Regions from separate parts of the Mus musculus genome. Here region 2 is linked to region 1. Evidence: chromatin contacts called from public HiChIP or PLAC-seq data. All regions are on one chromosome and are shown on one strand. Each heading gives the region's core, a stretch centred on a gene start, on an enhancer-like site or on the middle of the called end of the contact. The rest is flanking DNA. Distances are from core to core; before and after follow the strand shown.

The links. HiChIP or PLAC-seq counts read pairs in DNA pulled down with a chosen protein or histone mark.
Region 2: a contact with region 1 is called in an H3K4me3 HiChIP or PLAC-seq map of embryonic limb bud, with 5 times the contacts expected there. The contact joins two enhancer-like sites. A contact is called at or near these places in 5 of 115 datasets of contacts at active chromatin or transcription factors (cardiomyocytes, embryonic basal ganglia, embryonic hindbrain and 2 more).

The regions. Positions count from the first base shown.
Region 1 is chr2:169,006,396-169,010,631 of GRCm38.p6, forward strand. No RefSeq gene overlaps it. Among named protein-coding and RNA genes, the nearest start is that of Gm33622, 28 kb to the left of the region's middle. Within about 2 kb of position 2,071, at least 27 of the 459 cell types and tissues checked have an H3K27ac peak or open chromatin away from gene starts, as enhancers often do. A contact at or near this core is called in embryonic limb bud, where this site is marked.
Region 2 is chr2:169,788,126-169,792,361 of GRCm38.p6, forward strand. The region is part of intron 1 of Tshz2 (teashirt zinc finger family member 2); the gene reads left to right. Among named protein-coding and RNA genes, the nearest start is that of Gm34344, 120 kb to the left of the region's middle. Within about 2 kb of position 2,491, at least 160 of the 459 cell types and tissues checked have an H3K27ac peak or open chromatin away from gene starts, as enhancers often do. A contact at or near this core is called in embryonic limb bud, where this site is marked.

The DNA of each region.
Region 1 (4,236 bases), core at 821-3,320:
TTCAGGGTCTCTGATGGGCCTAGAGCTCCCCAGTTAGGCTAAACTGACTGCTAGTGAGACCCTGGAGCCTCCTTTCTCCACGTCCCCAGTGTTGGGATTACAAGCATGTGTGAGGCCGTTCCCCCTCTCCCTTCTTTATGGCCGTTTTACTGAGGTGGGGAGGAGGGGAGTTCAGGCTACTGTTTCCCATTGGAGACCTTCTGGCGAGCTTTCTACCCGCTTCAGCATATCTCGTGCTTTCCCTTCTGTCTCACTGATCTGCAGAGCGGCAGAGCACCTTGGCTGAACTGTCTTTGAGGACTTTCATTGGGGCTCCAGCTGAGCACATCACAAGGTCGAAGTTCACCAGTGACGTCAGTGTCAGTCAGTGTCACGGGGCACCGGTCACCAGCCGTTTGGTGTCTGTGGTCCCAAAGGCTCTGGTGTTTGAATCCTTGGGCACCAATTGGTTGTTGGAGGAAGTACATCACTGAGGGTGGGGCTTGGGAGTTTCTAGCCTTCCCTCATTTCCGGTCTGTTTTCTCTGCTTCATGCTTGCATTTGTGGGTATAAGCATGTAGCTTCTAGCTCCTGCCATTATGCCTGCAGCTCCCGGCCATGCCTCCTGCCACAATGGTTTTAACCCTGTGGAACCATGGGCTCAATTTTAAATCTTTCCAATCTAGAGTTACCTTGGTCATGGTGGTTTATTACAGCCATGGGGAAGGAGTAGTTTCTATCCCATTTCCTGTCTCTCAGGAGCCAGGAGAAGAGGGACCTGAACAAGAGAGAGAGAAAGAGAGGAGAGGCTGTGGAGATCTCGAGGACAGATTCAGCTAGCCATGACATGCTGTCTGTGTTGTGGTAGTAATGTTCTGAAAATAATCGTTTTTGTTGTTGATAAAGCCTTCTGTAAAATTTCATGCTGAAGATCCCAGGAGTGAGCATCCAGTTCCCCTCATAGTAGTAGAGAGATGCCTCGAAACACACACACACACACACACACACACACACACACACACTCGTGCCAGCAAACCACTCTGGGAAGCCTTTTTTGATAATCTAAAATATCTTTTAACCAGTTTAAAAAAAGTGAGCCTTTGGGTTCATCTTTTGAAAAACAATCGATTTTATATTTAAGCTCGTCTCTGTGTGCGAGCCCAGTAGGCCTTGTGTCCATTCCCTGGTTATGCCATGGTTGGATTCTAAATGGTACATACACTTCACCAGACTTGAAAACTGGTGTCACTCACTCAGGGGTCCTCCGGACTGACCTCCAATCAGCTCCCTTCATTTTGGAGACAGTATTCCCCACTGGTGACTTGTATCGGTACTTCTTTCTCTTATCCAGTTCCCCATAGGCGCATGCAAATCATGTTGGATTTGACCTAGTAGCCACATTCTAATTTGCTGGCGTGATGTGGTACGTAACTCAGATGGACTTTAAGACTCATCAGAAGGCCTTGCTGTGCAATTGGAAGTCAGACTGTCCTTTATGGATGGCCTCGTGCATGGCTGATCTAAAATGTGCTCCCACCCATCGGAAATCCTCATACTATTTTCCTTTCATTAGAGGAGAAAAACAGAATTCAGCTGGACATACACACTGAAATGAGATCCTTAAATAAACAGTCCGGGGCTTAATAATTTATGGGAAGATGCAAGGGGAAATGAGGAAAAGAATAGAATCAGAGTAGACAAACACCACGTCCCTTTGAACTGTCCCACACGAATCATCAGAACTGTGTGTCTCCAATGTACAGGGCTATTAATGAGGTGGAAGGCGTTGGGGGTGGATAAATAATATATCACACGGAATCCACATCTTCTGTGGACACCGGAGACCGCTGACACCTATCAATTTGTCTTACACCAGGTGCTATGAATTCACTCTGCTTGCAGCTTGTCAATCTCTGCTTTAGGCTTAATAAATGTTGTGATTTGCTGTGTGTGCTTTTTAAAAAAGTATTGTGGTGAAATGCAAAAGTAATTACAAAAAAAAAAAAAAAATCAGCCAGACCGGTGCTGCTGGTGTGGAGGCAGCCTGCGCAGTGATGTAACTCCTCATACATCATTTCCACAGCTCTCAACCTCACAGTTTAGGGAAAGAAAAAGACCGTCGGGAAACTTCCCGTTAAAAGACTCTACACACTGATTAGGGTATCCGTGGTTGTAGATAGGAAAACATTATCATTGTTCCCGTGAGGAAGTTATGGGGAGGGATAGGAAACAGAGAGTCAGGAAGTAGGTGACAGGAAGTTAGATATCCACCCAAACAGCAAAACCGGGTTATATAGAGCTTAAAAAAAAAAAAAAGCCCTAAAATCATTAGTGGCCTAAGAGAAGTCATCGTCATTAGCCGTAGCAATGTCTACGAGAAATAAATAACAGCTGAAAACAATAAAACTCGTGGTAATGTGTGGCACTGTAATATTGATGGCAGCATGTGGGGACCGCCTGACAGCTGTTAAACAGATGTGGCAATTAGCAAACCTTATGGTCACACTGCTGAGATTAGTATGCAGCGTGTTCCCCGGCAAAATTAGCCGACTTCCTTCTTTGTGTGGCTTCCTCCGAGTGGAGCTGTACTGAGTGTGAGCCTCCATTTAGGCAGCTATAGCCTGAGCCATAGAGGCGGGTACGTGCTCGTGCGTGTGTGTGCGTGCGCATGTGTGTGCATGCGTGCGCGTGCGTGTGTGCGCAGATACTCGTATGCATTTTTTGATGTCTTCTGAAAGATTTAGAGAAACTCGGAATTTTAACAAGAACAATATCAACTCGGTGCTGCAGCAGATACTTCAATTATAATCGCTAATGGACAAATTGAGAGATAAAAAGACTTTTCTATCATGTTGAAATTCAATGAACAGTTTTCAATTAGGCTTAGGATATAAAAGGGCGGGGGTGGGGGGAAAAAGAAAGTGACTTTTCCTTGATGTTAACATTGCCGAGAAAGATGAGAGGGACTTCGGTTTTTCGTTCTGCTCAAGAGAGGCAGATAATGCTGCATATTTAAATTATAAATCAGGTCACTATCTGCCAACTTAAAGCAATATCAATTAGAACCTAGGTGGATGAGGCTTTAAAATGCCTTATATTTAATGATAAAAGCATGACTGTTAATCTCCATGGCCATCAAAGAGATAATTTAAGGTAGTAAGAAATCAGAGAATGATGTCACAAAAATAGGCCCTTGCAGCTTTTTGGACGGTATTATCGTAATTAATGTACTTCGAATGACTTTTTTTTGTGTGCGTGGGTTATGAGCTTTCAGGGAAGCCTTTACTGCAGGCATAAAATATAAAACTCGAAAGAGTGGGTTTGACTAAGGTTGACTTGGAGGGTCCTTAGCCTTTTTGCTCGGGTAATTCCTGTAAAATAATAGTTTCATTTACAGGCGCAATTTATAATGGTGGATTTATGCCAGTTCGTCGGATATAAATCATAGTAATAGCATGATCTATTGTATGTCACTTGAGTGAATACAAATTAAATATCGTTAAATTAAAGAAAAACTGTTAAAATAACATTAGGTTGTAACCGGAGCTTCTGAGATAAAGGAAGCACGGTTCCGATGAAGTTTTGCTCCGGGGGGCGGTCTGATTTAATACCAGAAAGTGTCGCTCAAAGCAGGTTTACACATGCGAATAAATATGTCAATAGATGCCGGGGGAGACAAAGCTGGAGATCCACACTAGAGTATTCTTTCACCCTAGACTCAGGGCGACCTAAAAATTAAACACCTCTTTTCAGTGGGGTTTTGTTTCCTGTGATTTTTTTTAAATCTCCTCCTCAGCAGCTGCAAACGAAGTCTCTTAATTTTCTGGTGATTGATTTTTGCTCCTGACTTGTGCCCCTGACCACCCTCTGCCCGTTTCACAAACCAATTGTCCCAGTCATTTTCAGTCACGGCCCCACCCTGTACCCAGGCCCAGGTAGCAGAAGTCAGCTCTGCAAGCCACCAGATCCCTGATGTTGCCTCTGTGGGGAGACAGCATCTGCAGGGACCCTTCCAGCCCTCACAGTCGACTGTGGATCAGGAAAGCCCGGGTCATTAATAAACAAGAGTCATTAAAATGCAACGCTCCGTGAGAGCTTCTTCCTCCCGCAAATCAGAATTCTCTTTCTTCCACTTCACGAGTTGATTACAACTCATCTTCAAAGCCAACCAGCGCCATTGTGCTGAGATAAATGAGGAGAGGAGGGTGGGGGTGGGGAGCAGGGACCCAGGAATTATGACTTTAAATCCTACATAGG
Region 2 (4,236 bases), core at 1,241-3,740, 780 kb after region 1:
TCCCATGCTTTACTGGAGGGGTCAAAGAATGTTTTGGATGCAGCTGTGCAAGCTGCGTTGAGAGGATTTGTATGTTAACAGTTTCAGGTTCTCGCCCTGCCGCGCACAGAAAGCCCCGGCAGAAGGGTGTGATTTCTGTCCAACTTTCTTCCATTCAAACCACAAGCTCAAATGTTCAAAAACATTTAATGCTCATGCTTAATAAATCATAATTTAATAATTTTCAGAGCATGAAAACAGTCATTTCATGATATCATTGGAAATGAGATGTGTGGTTCTGATTGCTATCTTTCACTAGCATTAAAGTGATTTATCTGAAATTGAGGAGTGTGTTTGTTTGTGTGTGTGGTGTGTATGTAGTCTATGTGTAGTGTACGTGTGTGGTGTAGTGTGTATGTGTGTGATGTGTGAGTCTGCATGTGTGTGGAGTGTGTATGTGTGTGGTGTGTGTGTGCATGTGTATGTATATGTGTAGTGTGTCTCTCTGTGGTGTGTGTGGTGTATATGTGTGTGGTATGTGTGTGTATGTGTGGTATATATGTGTGTGGTATATGTGTGTATGTGTGGTGTGTGTGTGGTGTATATATGTGTGTGGTATGTATGTGTATGTGTGTATATGTGTAGTGTGTCTCTTTATGTGATTGTGTGTGTGTATGTGTGTGTGGTGTGTCTCTGTGTGATGTGTGTGTGATGTGTGTGGTGTGTGTGTGTCTGTGTGTATGGTGTGTATATGTGTGGTGTGAGTGTATGTATATATGCGTAGTTTGTCTCTCTATGTGGTGTGTGTGGTGTGTATATGTGTAGTGTGTCTCTCTGTGCAGTGTGTGTGTATGTGTGTGTGTAGTATGTTTCTCTGTGGGGTGTGTATGTGGTGTGTCTCTCTGTGGTGTGTGTATGTGTGTGTGTGTGTGTGTGTGTGTAGTGTGTCTCTCTGTGTGGTGTGTGTGTATATATACAGTATACATGAATGCATATGCATGTGGAGGCCAGAGATCAAAACCCGGTACCTTCCTCAATGACTCTACCTTATTGACTGAGGGAGAGTCTCTCACTGATCCTGGACTGAGTCCCAGAGATCTGCATGCCTTTGTTTCACAAGAGATCAGAGGTGTGTGCCACCAATGCCCATGGCTCTGGAGATCCAAACAGGGTCTTCTGCTTACACGGCAAGCAGTTTGATGGCAGAGCTATCTCCCCGGCCCCTGTGAATCATTTTGCCTGCTTTAAGCCTACTTCCCTCTGCGGTATCCAGTTCTGTCCCATCTATACAGAAGATACATGCAAAACAAATGGCAACTGGACTTTTTGGTTGTTACAAAGCTTAAATAGAAATGTTTGTGAAAACCTGGGAAAGTTAGTGTATCTTTGGGACAATCTTTGAGCATTTTTCTATATCAGACTGCTTAGCATGCCAACTTCAACTCATCCCTGGAACATAATCTTTTCTAGGTTGTTTGATTTCAGATTTTTAAGATAAGGGTTCTCAATTGGGGCAACTGTTTCGCAGTGGATGTCCAGAGACACCCAGGGAAATTTTTTCTTGGTCTCACTGGTGTGAAGTGCTTTCAGGTCTCAGTGGGTGGAAACCAGGGTGCCTACTCAACATGTCACCTACCCTATCCCAGGTGATGACACACCGATTCTTAGACATCCCACATAGGAATAAACTACTTGTCTGTGTCTTAATTTTCTGTTGTGAGTTTAGCACAAAAGTATAAGCCCAACTGTTCAGTATCAGTCAGATGTGGCTGAGTTTGTCTTTTCCAGTCAGAGCCTCGAGTGTATAGAAATGATACAGCTTGATAATGGATGGTTTTGAATTTAACATGTGTGGATGATGGGATGAGAAGAGGGTGGGAAAATGAGGAGAAAGGTAGGGAAGCCATTCCTGCGCCTCCCCATGACTGTCATCGCATGAGACCTTGCTGTTCTTCAGGTGACAATCTCTGTGAAGTGGGAATACCGGGGAGAGCAGCCATTGGGAATGTTATTGTCTTCCCTTGGGAGCTGTGTAAAACTGGCTACTTTGTGCTTAGCAAACAAATCTCTGACTTGACTCACTTCTCCCCCCCCATACCCCTCACCCCCCAGGCCCCCAACCCACCCCCAACCCCAACCCCTCCCCACCCCGGTGAGACTCCTAAGGAGAATAGAATCTCACAGGGTGAGATTCACCCTTCCCTCCCTCAGGCGCCAACAGAGGTGAACACTTGGTCCATGCCCTGTGTGCTACAAAGACCTCAGCCATGCCCGCACACGGTGTGGCCCACTGGATGCCAGCTTCTCTCCAGACACTATTCCTCTTGTTTTGATCTGATTTTTTTTTTTCCTTTCCTAAGTTCAAACTTTTCCCGTCTCCTTTCCCATCTGTCTGGGAGGCAAAACTGATTCCTGACAATGTTCTGGTCAGCTCTTTTAGATTTTTTCCCCCTTTGGGGGGAGAAAAGTTGATTTCCTGTTCTAGTGAGCCATACATCACTGACATCTCAGTCTGTGCTGCTTGTCTGTGACAGAATGACAGGTGTCATTTATCACTGGGGCTTGCGGAAGCTGTGGGAAGAGCGATTGAATTTTTTTTCTTTCTTTCTTTCTTTTTTTTTTTTTCCTGGGCTGCCAGATCATTAAAAAGGGGGCTTTCCAAAGAAAGCTGTGTGTAACCCGAGTGCACTTACTGTCAGCGGAAACCTGGGAGAAGGGAGAAAGCAAAGGGGCGGAGAGAAAGGGAGGGAGGGCGGATAGGAGGAGCCAGTGCCAGTAGCTGTGCCGCTTGCCCTGGCTCAGCTCTTGCCGGTGCATGCTAAGTAAGGCCTTAAGAGATTTCCGCCTGGCAGGGGTGCCAAGGAGGAAACTGGAACAGGAAACCTCTTTGATACTCCTGCTATGCATCCCTCGCCTGAGGGTGGGGAGACACGTTCTGTACTGGATGGGGCTGGACTTGAAGTAAGATCTGCACAGAGGGCAGGCAGGAAAACCTATCTGAACTAGAGGAAAGGACTCTGTAAATCACAAGTGGAAACCGAGACCTGCTGGCAGGCTCGTCCCCCAAGGAGACATTTACAGCATCCTGTTTGCAGAAGCGCACTCGGAAAGTGCCCAAGTATATCTTCTAAGTGCATCTCTCCTTTTGGCACCATCTCTACCACCAAATGGCTCCAGGGACCAGGAAACAGACTCCTGGCTTATCAGGTTTTTTTGTTGTTTCTTTTTTCTTCCCGAAATGGGAAACTTCCCTTCTCCTGCCCCCATGGATGGTATCAAAGCGATAAAAACAAGTTACTCTCTAGTGCTAACTTTGTGCTATTTTAAGTAACTTCTTTTTATCTTATTGTTTTTACATTACAGTGTGTGTGTGTATGTGTTTGTATGTGCGTGCATGTGTGTGTGTGTGTGTGTGTTTGTGTGTGTGTGTGAGCACACTTATAGAGGTTAGAAAACAACATTCAGTATACAAAGTAGGCACTGGGGATTTGATCTCAGGTCATCAGGCTTGGCTGCAAGCGCCTTTACCCTATAAACCATCTTGCCAACTCTTCTGTGTCTCAGTTTAACCTTCACTACCATTCTCAGATGGCTGGCTTCTTTACTTTTAGCAGGTGGCACTGATATTCAGGGCTGTGCAGTTCCAAACCGCAAGGTGTCCTCTGTGGCCAGGTTGGGCTTCAAAGTCAGGCTGTTTAGTTCTGGGGCCTCTGCTCTTAGCCAAAGAGTCATTGCGCAGTAAGGCCTTTGTGAGTGTTTGTAAGTCTGGGATGAGCATCTGGCCATTTTGAAATTAGGAAGTTTCAGGCTTAGGTATGACCCAGAATTGGGCAGCCGACAGGAGCCAGGTCATCAAGTGCAAACCCATAGCTGAGGAGCCAGAATAAATTCCACATAGTTTAAATAATGATATAATAATAATAATAATAATAATAATAATAATAATAATAATAATAGTGTTAAGGAAGTCTGTTTTCTGTCTTTTATAAAACCCTGCATGTAGTTTCGATTTCACCTCCTCTCCCAGAAAGCCTGAAGGGTTTATTAGTTGACCCCTGACCCAAAATAAAATCAACCACAGAGCAAACTAAAGAAAAAGGGAACAAAGGATTGGGAAAATGAATGAACAAAAGAAAGAGAACAAGATAAGAGAAAGAAAAAGGAGGAGGAGGAGAAAGGAAAGAGAAGGGGGAAAGATTGAAGCAAAGGGTCATGGGGAAAGGAAGGAAGGAGGGAGGGAGGGAGGAGGGAAAGTGA